2 separate regions of the Macaca mulatta genome follow, and region 1 is linked to region 2. Evidence: chromatin contacts called from public Hi-C data. All regions are on one chromosome and are shown on one strand. Each heading gives the region's core, a stretch centred on a gene start, on an enhancer-like site or on the middle of the called end of the contact. The rest is flanking DNA. Distances are from core to core; before and after follow the strand shown. Region 1 holds the start of RPL11 (ribosomal protein L11). Region 2 holds the start of ELOA (elongin A).

Region 1 (4,602 bases), core at 910-3,409, 52 kb before region 2:
TGCAGACTCAGCCTCCTAGACTCAAGCGATCCTCCCACCTCAGCCTCCCAAGTAGCTGGGAACACACACACATACACCATTATGCCAGGCTAATAAGTTTTTTGTAGAGACAGGGTCTTGCCATGTTGCCCAGGCTGGTCGTAAACTCCTAGGCTCAAGCACCCTCCCATATTGGCCTCCCAAACTGTTGGGATTACAGGTATGAGCCACTGCACCTGGCTGGTTGCAGAAATTTAAGACGAAACATGATGTTACATCTTTAAAGATTTGTGGGCCAGGCAACACGGCAAGACCCCATCTCTTCAAAAAATTTTAAAAATTAGCCGGGCATGTTGGTGTGCACCTGTGGTTCCAGCTACGTGGGAGGCTGAGGTGGGAGGATCATGTGAGCCCAGGAGGTCATGGCTGCCATGAGCCAAGATCACACCACTACACTCCAGCCTGGACAACAGAACAAGACCGTGCCTCAAAAAATAAAAAATAAAATAAAAAAGAAAGAAAAGAAACGCAGATGACTCTGGAGGAAACATTTTAAAAAGCCATCCAGGAGAACGCCTCCTTTTCCCTAGGGGACCCACTTCCTGCTCCCACAACTGCTTCTGATGCTTCTTCTCACCTTAAAAAAAATTACAGTGTCCAGTAATCTTTTAATCAAAACACTGCATCATAGGTGGAGACTGAAAGCCTGCCATTTGTGGTAGCTGTTTTTTGTTTGTTTATTTGTTTTAAGACAGGGTATCGCTCTGTCACCCAGGCTGGAGTGCAGTGGGGTGATCTTGGCTCACTGCAAGCTTCCTCTCCCAGGTTCAAGCGATTCTCCTGCCTCAGCCTCCCGTAGCTGGGATTACGGGCATGCACCACCAGGCCCGGTTAATTTTTGTATTTTCAGTAGAAACGGGGTTTCACCCTGTTGGCCAGGCTGGTCTCGAACTCCTGACCTTAAGTGATCCACCCACCCCGGCTTCCCAAAGCGCTGGGATTACAGGTGTGAGCCACAGCGGCTGGCCTGGTGGCGGGTGGGGTGGGGGCCGGTGGTCGCTGTTGCTTCACAGCTGATCCAGGTTTTCCGGTGATGCTCCTCTGCTGCTTAGTTGCCCTGAACACATTACTTTTTCACGGTATTAATGGCATAGCATATATTTTGCTGTGAAGTACTCATATGTGAATAAGCATAAGAAAGTATTGCTTATCAGTAGCATATACATTTACAGTCTGGAACAATGGTTAGGCCAACCAACCAGAGACTGTCCACAAGGGTGGCTGAGATAGTGACACCTTTGGTTTCTGATGGTTCAATGTATACAAACTTTGTTTCATGAACAAACTTACTTAAAATATTGTATAAAATTACCTTCACACTATGTGTATAAGGTGTATATGGAACATAAGTTAATTTCATGTTCAGACTTGGGTCCCATCTCCAAGATATCTCATTATGTTTATGCAAATATTCCAAAATCCGGAAAAATCCCAAATCCAAAAACCATCTGGTCCCAGGCTTTTCAGGTTAGGAATACTCACCCTGTAGTAACTTGCCCAAGGTCACATAGCTACTAACTGATCGAGACAGGACCACATCTGCCTGTCTTCAAGCTCGGGACTCTTGAGCTACCACACCATTCCGTTTGTATAAATTCTATTTGTGCCCGGCGTGGTGGCTCACTCCTGTAATCCCAGCACTTTAGGAGGCCAAGGCAGGTGGATCATTTGAGGTCAGGAGTTCGAGACCAGCCCGACCAACATGGTGAAACCCCATCTCTACTAAAAGTACAAAAAAAATAGACAGATATGGTGGTGCGCGCCTATAATCCCAGCTACAGAATAAATTTGCGTCATAATTTGCATGATTGATTTAATGTAGTTTTGGCGGTCTCATCACACAAGCACCACCAGCACCTGACACTGGGAGGAGAGAACGTCTTCAAGGTCCGGAAACTCAAGGTCGTGCTGATTCTAGGAGCTTTCAAAAACTATTTTTGGAAAACCCAAATCCCGGTCTTCAGCCAGCGTTGCTTGCAGTTGCTAGCCCTACCCACAAGGGGGAAGCCGACGCTGCACTGCGCAGCCAAATGCGCCTCTCTTCCTCTTCTTGATCTCTGTGGTTAGCCTGGGAAAAAAGCCCGCCTCCTGGCCCATAAGGCCCTGGGCCGGAAGCTCCGTTTTCTTTTCCTGCACCCCATCATGGCGGTGAGTAGCTGGGATCTGGATTTGCTTTTCTTTATCCGTCGCCATCCATGGCAGGCCGAGCTTGCGGGGGCTACCTCGCCTGCAGCCCGAGGAGTATGGACCCCTCAATGCTTGCCGGCCCAAAACTGGCAGAGCCGTTCGAGCCAAGGACGCAGGGTTGAATTCTGTCACTTTCCCTGCCATCATTTTAGGAGCGGCTCCGGGCAGTTGCCGGGAGAGCTCAGAAGCACTGTCAGGAGGCTGCAGCTAGGGCAGATGGGGTGAATGGAGGGTTCTGAGGCAAGGGTCCGCGCCTTTTCCTGGTTCCGGGGACTTGAGACTTGCTGAGTGCTAGGAAACCTTAGCCGGGTGCTCGGCTTAGGGAAGGTGCCAGCCTTTAGACAGCTTCCGAGTGGGATGCTGAACGTCGCATAACCACGTGTTTCCTGTTAGCAGTTAAGTTCTATTCCGTCGCTTACTCCCCTTAGTTTCCCTTACAGTGGGGGCGCTCTTTGTTATCCTGAGCCTCTTAGAGTTCGATCTCAGTGTCCGTAACCTTTAACACTCAATACCTGTCCTGAGTTTTCTCTTCACCTGTTCCGTTCGTGGAGGAAGAATAGGTCCCGAGCTGACTTCGTTCCTTGATGCCTCCCAAACACGGTGATACCTTCTTCGTTACGATTTGGGATGAGCAGAAATAAAAATGCTGTGCAGATAGAAAGTAGTAAAAACTCAGGGCTCTCAGCTGTGAGTGTATTGACTGCTGCTCTTCCCCATTGCAGCAGGATCAAGGTGAAAAGGAGAACCCCATGCGGGAACTTCGCATCCGCAAGCTCTGTCTCAACATCTGTGTTGGGGAGAGTGGAGACAGACTGACCCGAGCTGCCAAGGTTTTGGAGCAGCTCACAGGGCAGACCCCTGTGTTTTCCAAAGGTGAGTAGTGACAAATGACAGGGCTACCCACTTGGGTCGCCTGTTTGTTTAATTTACCTGCTGTCGAGTCTGTTTAGAAAGTGACAGTCGGCATCACTTAAAGCGTTAAATTCATGAGCCGACCAAAAAGTGTCTTTGTTTTCGAGATTGCATGTGGGATTGGAACACTGGATTTTATATGAGCAGATCTTAAGCTAAGGCTAGCCCAAGTAAAGATTTTCCCAAGTAACTAGGATATGAGATAGAGTGGAAATACCAGGAACGAAGTAAAGATCATTAGATCTGATTAGCAGTTAGGGTTATATAGGCTGCCTTAAGAACAGGGCTGTACAGGAGCATGAGAGGCTTCAGTGGCCTATGATAGTGCTACTGCACTACAGCCTGGTTGACCCTATCTCAAAAGTTGTATACAGATTGCCTGGGTTTGAGTGATGGCTTCACCACTTGCTGGTCTGACTCTGGGCTCTCTGGACCTCTGCTTTTTTATTTGCATAAAGAGGGTGTAATACTTGATAATTGTGGAAGATAAAATGAGTTGTATATGTGCCGTTGCTTTAGGATGGTGAAATGTGGCAAGTCTTTGGATTCCAATCCTGCTTTTTATTACCAGTTGTGCAAGTTAATAAACCTCTCAAAACCTCACGTATAAAATGTGGACAACAGTATAATAATAAGGTTTTAGCAAGTACTAGATTATTGTCAATAATGCTTTATTTTCTTTGGACCATGATAATCTTACTAGTGACTTCTTTGGCTTATTCTGGTTGTGAACTTGCCCTTCTTGGAACTTTGGCATTATGACTGTTCTTAACTGCTGAAGGATGGCTGGATGTCTGGAAATGGGAAAATCTGCTGTGGATGAAATCTTATTAATAGATGTAGGCGACACTAATTAGAACACCACAACTTAGAGTGTGGATGAATACTTAATGCCTCTTTAAGTCATGGAGATGGTGTTCTGGGAAGGAGGTGAGTGTAGTGGGGGTGTGATGGCATCTGACTCCTTGTTACCCCCTTTCTGCAGCTAGATACACTGTCAGGTCCTTTGGCATCCGGAGAAATGAAAAGATTGCTGTCCACTGCACAGTTCGAGGGGCCAAGGCAGAAGAAATCTTGGAGAAGGGTCTAAAGGTGAGGCTAATCCCCTAATGGAGTGATATTAATGAGCACCCACTTAATAACACAAGTAGATAAGTTACATTTAATGTTCTGTTCTTTGGTGCCTTGACATTTATTATTTAAGTTTCTAAAAGACTTTTTACAATCAGCAGGGTTAAACTATTCTTGGTGGTTTAAGAGATGCTTGAGGCTGGGCACAGTGGCTCTACGCCTATAATCCTAACACTTTGGGAGGCCAAGGAGGATAGATTATTTGTGGCCAGGAGTTCGAGACCATCCTGGCCAATATGGCGAAACACCATCTCTACTAAAAATATAAAAATTAGCCAGACTTGGTCGCGGGCGCCTATAGTCCCAGCTACTCGGGAGGCTGAGGCATGAAAA
Region 2 (5,104 bases), core at 254-2,753:
CACACTCAGTTCAATGCCTTTTCCACTACATCCCTCAGTTGAGCCTTAAGGCACCAAGTGGATGGTCATTAGTCTTGTATGGACTTTATATCCAATGCTGATTATAAGGTCTAGATGATGCTAGGTGGCAGAGATTCAAAGTTGGACAGGTCGGTTACTGTACTTGATAAATAAACAGCCCAGTGACAAGACAGATAAATAAACTGACCATTTACACCTTAAAAAGGTGGTCAGTTGCTTAGGGAACTGGGGGAGGGGCACCAAATGGAGGAGTGGGGACATGGTAGGGAGGGCTTTTCAGCATAGTGAGTGAATGGATGCTCATTTGAAGAAACAACTTGTGTTTAAGGTGTTTTTGTTTCTTCCAGAGCTGGAATCTGGAAGAATTTCTGGGCTTTCCTGCTTTGAGGGAGAGATCAGGCTAGGTGCACTGCCAGTTTGCTGCTGAAGATCTGATTAGGTTCTACTTTGATCTGATCAAATGAGATTTAATCAATGCTGGTACTTTGATTAAGTCAGTTTGCAACTATTTAGTTGCTCTTTTTAGTGGTAATATTAGTAATGGTAAAACTTAGTGCTTTTAGGATGAGAGTAGGCGGCCTGAAGAATGGTATCTTGGGCTCTTCTGATTCAAGCCCTACGGCTCATTGGCAGGTCATCAGAGGAAACATCTATCTATCTGTCCATTCAAGAAGTATTTATTCGGTGCCTATGTGCCAGACACTGTGGGGAAAACAAGACACATGGGCTATTATTGCCTCATGGAAGGAACTAAGCTGTTTGGATCTTGACGAATCCCTTTCTCTGGGCCTCAATTCCTGGACCTGTTCAGAAATGTGCGCTCACAGTGGTCCTAGATATCTTAGATTCAGGTTCCATTTTCAGTTCTTTCCTGTTCTGCGGCCATCTGCAAGTTAATTTGATCTCCTTGAACCTCAGTTTCCTCATCTGCAAAATGAAGATGATACAACTCGTTTCATCAGGTTGTACTGAGGCTGGAAAATATAGTCTAACTACTGACGCATCGTATGCTCAGCCTAGGGTGGCTGCTACCGCGAGTACCTTAGGACTCCTAGGGCGGGCACCAGCCCGGGACCCCTGACAGGGTGTTCATTAGGGCGTGGCTAGGCCCCGGGAGGGGGAAAGCGTTAGGATTTATAAAGCCAGAGTCTGGCACGCTGGCCTCATTCCGTCTTGAACTAGACCCTGGAGAGGTCTTCCAGGCTTGGGCTCAGCACGCGAGCACCGGGAGCTGGGGTGCCTGCGGCGGAGGCGCACACGGTCCGAGCAGCCCCCAGCGCTCAGCGCGCACACCTGGGCCCGGGGCGCGAGGCGTGCGCGGCCGCTGGGTGGGCGCTGGGGACCTGGCCCTGGGGGCGGAGCCTGCGGCCCGCCGCCCCCCGCACACCCCAGCCGAGGCCCGGAAGGGGCCAGGCGCGCTTCCGTCTCCGCCGGGGATGCACGGAGGGCGGAGCTGCGGCCCGAGGACGCGACGCGAGCCCAGTTCCGGCGAGGAGGCCGCGCCAGTGACAGCGATGGCGGCGGAGTCGGCGCTCCAAGTTGTGGAGAAGCTGCAGGCGCGCCTGGTCGCGAACCCGGACCCTAAGAAGGTGAGCGAGGGGGCGGCGCGTAGCGGGGTGGGCGTTGGGTCGGTGCGGGCCCCGTAACGGTCGCGGCCCGGGCGCGGCGGGGTTCGGGGACTGGGACCCTGAGCCAGGCCCCGCGGGGCTGGGGTCGTGAAGTTCGCGGCCATTGGCCGCTGCTCGCGCGCTGGGACCCCGTGCGTCGGGCGTCGGGACGCCGGGCCCCGGCCGCTCCCCCTCCTTCACGGGCCCGGGACGGGGGCGCGCCCGGTGTGGACACCGCGTGCCCAGCGCTTCCTCCCGGAGGCGCTCCCGTGGCGTCCCGAGCCAGCTGTTTCCTGCGGGAGAGCGCGCCCGGGGCGGGAGGGCGCTGGCCACCGCCTCGCTGGCCGCCCGGTGCCTGCGCTGGTGTCCGGCTCCCCGCGGAGCGGCGCGGACTCACCAGCGGGTGCGTGTTCGCCGGGAGGAGGAGACCGGGCGCCCGAACGCTGCGGAGCCTGGGCTCGTGGTGTCGTCCGCGCCTCTCGGAGACGCGGTTACTACTCTCCGGCTGGATATCAGAACGTGGACCTTTCGCTTTCTCAGTGAATCTCTTTCAAAACAGAATAAAGCCTCACGTCACCTAGGCGTACTCCTGAAAACTTAGGTTTGAATTGAAAAAGAGGCGTGGGCCCGGGGTTGGAAGTCGCAGCTAGGTTTCCTTTTGGCGATTAATAGGAAGGTAAAAGCTACCGTTTCTCGTTGTTCGAATGATGGGCAACTGTTTTTAATTGTAGTTAACTAGTTTTTGTTGTTTATTGTACAAACTGAACATTAAGTTAAAAGCGTTCTTGTCACTCACTTCTCCATGGTCTCCAGGAGACAGTCTGGTGGTTGTATTTTTTTTTTCTTTGAGACCAGTCTTGCTCTGGTCGCCCAGGCTGGTGTGCAGTGACGCGATCTCGGCTCCCTGCAACCTCCGCCTCCTGGGTTCAAGCAGTTCTCTGCCTTAGCCTCCCCAGTAGGTGGGATTACAGGCGCCTGCCACCACGCCTGGCTAATTTTTGTATTTTTAGTAGAGACGGATTTCACTGGGTTGGCCAGGCTGGTGTTGAACTCGGCTGTCAGGATTTTTTAAGTGGAAATACAACGATGAAAGCACTACGTGTTTGGCATTCTCCGTCATCATTCTGGCCCGGGCGGGCAGTTCTTGGAGTTGGAGCTCAGTCCTGGTGGAAGAGGAAGTCGTGGAGGGAGCGCTAGGGCCGTGGGGGAACTGCTTTGCGGAGCCTCTTCCTCACCTGCTGCTTCCTAGGACTAACCTGAAAGGCTAAGGTACCAGGCTGAAAGTCAGTGCTCAGAAGATACCAATCGTCGTTCTTCGGGGTTTTTTTTTTGTTTTTTTTTTTTTTTTTTCTTGAAGAGCCACTTTCTCTTTACCTTGTTCTAGCCTATTGGAGGTAAGGTTTCTCCAATTCCAAAGGCCGTACACAGCCTCTCACCATCAGACCACTTTTTAAGGGTTCTCGTTCATACCTAGCTCGAAGATTCACTTCTTCAGGAAGCCATTTTAGTTACAAATCTGGGAAAATTTAAAATGCTTTCATTGTGCCATGTTTTCTGTTGCAGCTTCAGTACCGTACCTAGTGGTCAGGCATGCTTACAAGTTTCTTTTTACAGTAACGCCTTGTGGACGTCTAATAAATGGTCATTATTTTAGTACTAGTTTGTTTTCCTAAACACTGTAAGATCTGTGACTGACGTTTGATACCTTAAAGCAATGCCCCATTTGTTCTTTATTTCTGTCAGATAAAAATATTCTATGAGTGTCTACAGTCTTTTTTTTTTTTTTTTTAACTAGAATTTAGATTTGGAAGTAGTTTTTCTATTGGTTGATTTGCATGAAATATAAAATTAGGAAAAGGCTTATTCCACCTTAACCTAGTTGAATTATTAATGATTTTGTTTGTTTGAGGATTTGGGCTTTTTCTAGATAAAAAATCACCCTGAATTTCTAGCTTTGCATTGTGAAGTGAGCATTATGAAGATGAGAAAATGTTGGGAGATCATTTTTGCAAAGGGCATAATAGTCGACATTGAGAAATGAGTTAACTGCAGAGGGAAAACTGCAAGCTGGCATGTTGGCCTTGTTCCTTTCAACCTTCTGGTAACCTAACAAGCTCCTACAGGTTGTATGTGAAATTGCAAGATGATTATATAGCACTGTTGAATTTGCAACCAGATCTTGCTTTCAAACCATTATTAGCCAAGGGTTTGATTCCACACGTATGTTCATGGATTTTCTAGTATTAGACATTGCTGTAACTCTGTTTTCACTTTTTCATCTATCATCTTGGCTCACTTGAGGGAGAAGGTATCAGCAGGCTAGGGCCACTTGGTTTCTGTTTTTATGTTTCATAGTTCATGGCTAAGAAAAGTTACCTGTCCTTAGGCCGAGTGCAGTGGCTCACCTGTAGTCCCAGCACTTTGGGAGGCCAAGGTGGGTGGATCACCTGAGATCAGGAGTGTGAGACCAGCCTGGCCAACATGGTGAAATCCTGTCTCTACTAAAAGTACGAAAATTAGCCGGGTGTGGCGGCAGGCGCCTGTAATCCCAGCTACTTGGGAGACTGAGGCAGGAGAATCGCTCAAACCCGGGAGGCAGAGGTTGCAGCGAGCTGAGATTGCGCCATTGCACTCCAGCATGGGCAAAAAGAGCAAAACTGTCTCAAAAAAAAAAAAAGAAAAGAAAAAAAACTGCACACACAGAGTTGGCCGGGCGCCATGGCTCACATTTGTAATCACAGCACTTTGAGAGGCCAAGGCGGGCGGATCATGTGAGGTCAAGAGTTCGAGACCAGCCTGGCCAATATGATGAAACCCTGTCCTACTAAAAATACAAAAATTAGTTGGTCATGGTGGTGGGTGCCTGTAATCCCAGGTACTTGGGAGGCTAAGGCAGGAGAATTGCTTGAACCCAGGAGGCGGAGGTTGCTGTGAGCCGAGATGGCATCATTACACTCCAGCCTGGGCAACAAAAGCAAAACTCCAACCCCCCCCCCCAAAAAAAAATAGTTAACTTGTCTTATATTTTGACTGTGAAAACTACCAAGAACATTTTGATGGCAGGTGACATTAAAAATATTTTTTGCTTTTTTGGGTTGAAGGATTGTGCAGGGGACAACTGAGATGCCTAAACATGCACCCCGCAAATGTTTGATATTTCTCAATTGCCTGTTATCAGTTCTTACAAGCTCGACAGTTGGTACCTTGTTTGGTAACAGCAAGTTTCGATCCACCTGAGGATGACCAATGCGCCTTTGTCTTGTTATTGCTTTGTTCTTTCTTGAAATTTACTGAAAATAGAGGGGTTGTGAAGTCCTTTTTTCTCTTGTGTTAGACTAAATGAGTCTGAAAATCTTGAGGGTTTTAGTTTTATCTACTTTTAAATCACCCCTACCAACCCAAAGTAAAGCAGAAAGACAGCATTTGTCCTTCCAGTTAGTGCTAGGCTTTGAGATAAACACACCCACAGTGATTCC

What was found. A called contact is a pair of places that touch in the nucleus more often than the background predicts.
Region 1: a contact with region 2 is called in a Hi-C map of cortical neurons, with 4 times the contacts expected there. The contact joins the promoter of RPL11 here to the promoter of ELOA in region 2. A contact is called at or near these places in 5 of 14 Hi-C or Micro-C datasets (CD4 T cells, blood, cortical neurons and 2 more).

What each region holds. Positions count from the first base shown.
Region 1 is chr1:217,305,517-217,310,118 of T2T-MMU8v2.0, reverse strand. It overlaps RPL11 (ribosomal protein L11), which reads left to right and starts at 2,159. Exons shown (of 6, transcript XM_077970052.1): 1 at 2,159-2,187; 2 at 2,952-3,099; 3 at 4,124-4,230. The coding sequence starts at 2,182. It also overlaps the pseudogene LOC144335247.
Region 2 is chr1:217,252,297-217,257,400 of T2T-MMU8v2.0, reverse strand. ELOA (elongin A) reads left to right here and starts at 1,503. Exons shown (of 11, transcript XR_013405952.1): 1 at 1,503-1,610. It also overlaps the pseudogene LOC144335247.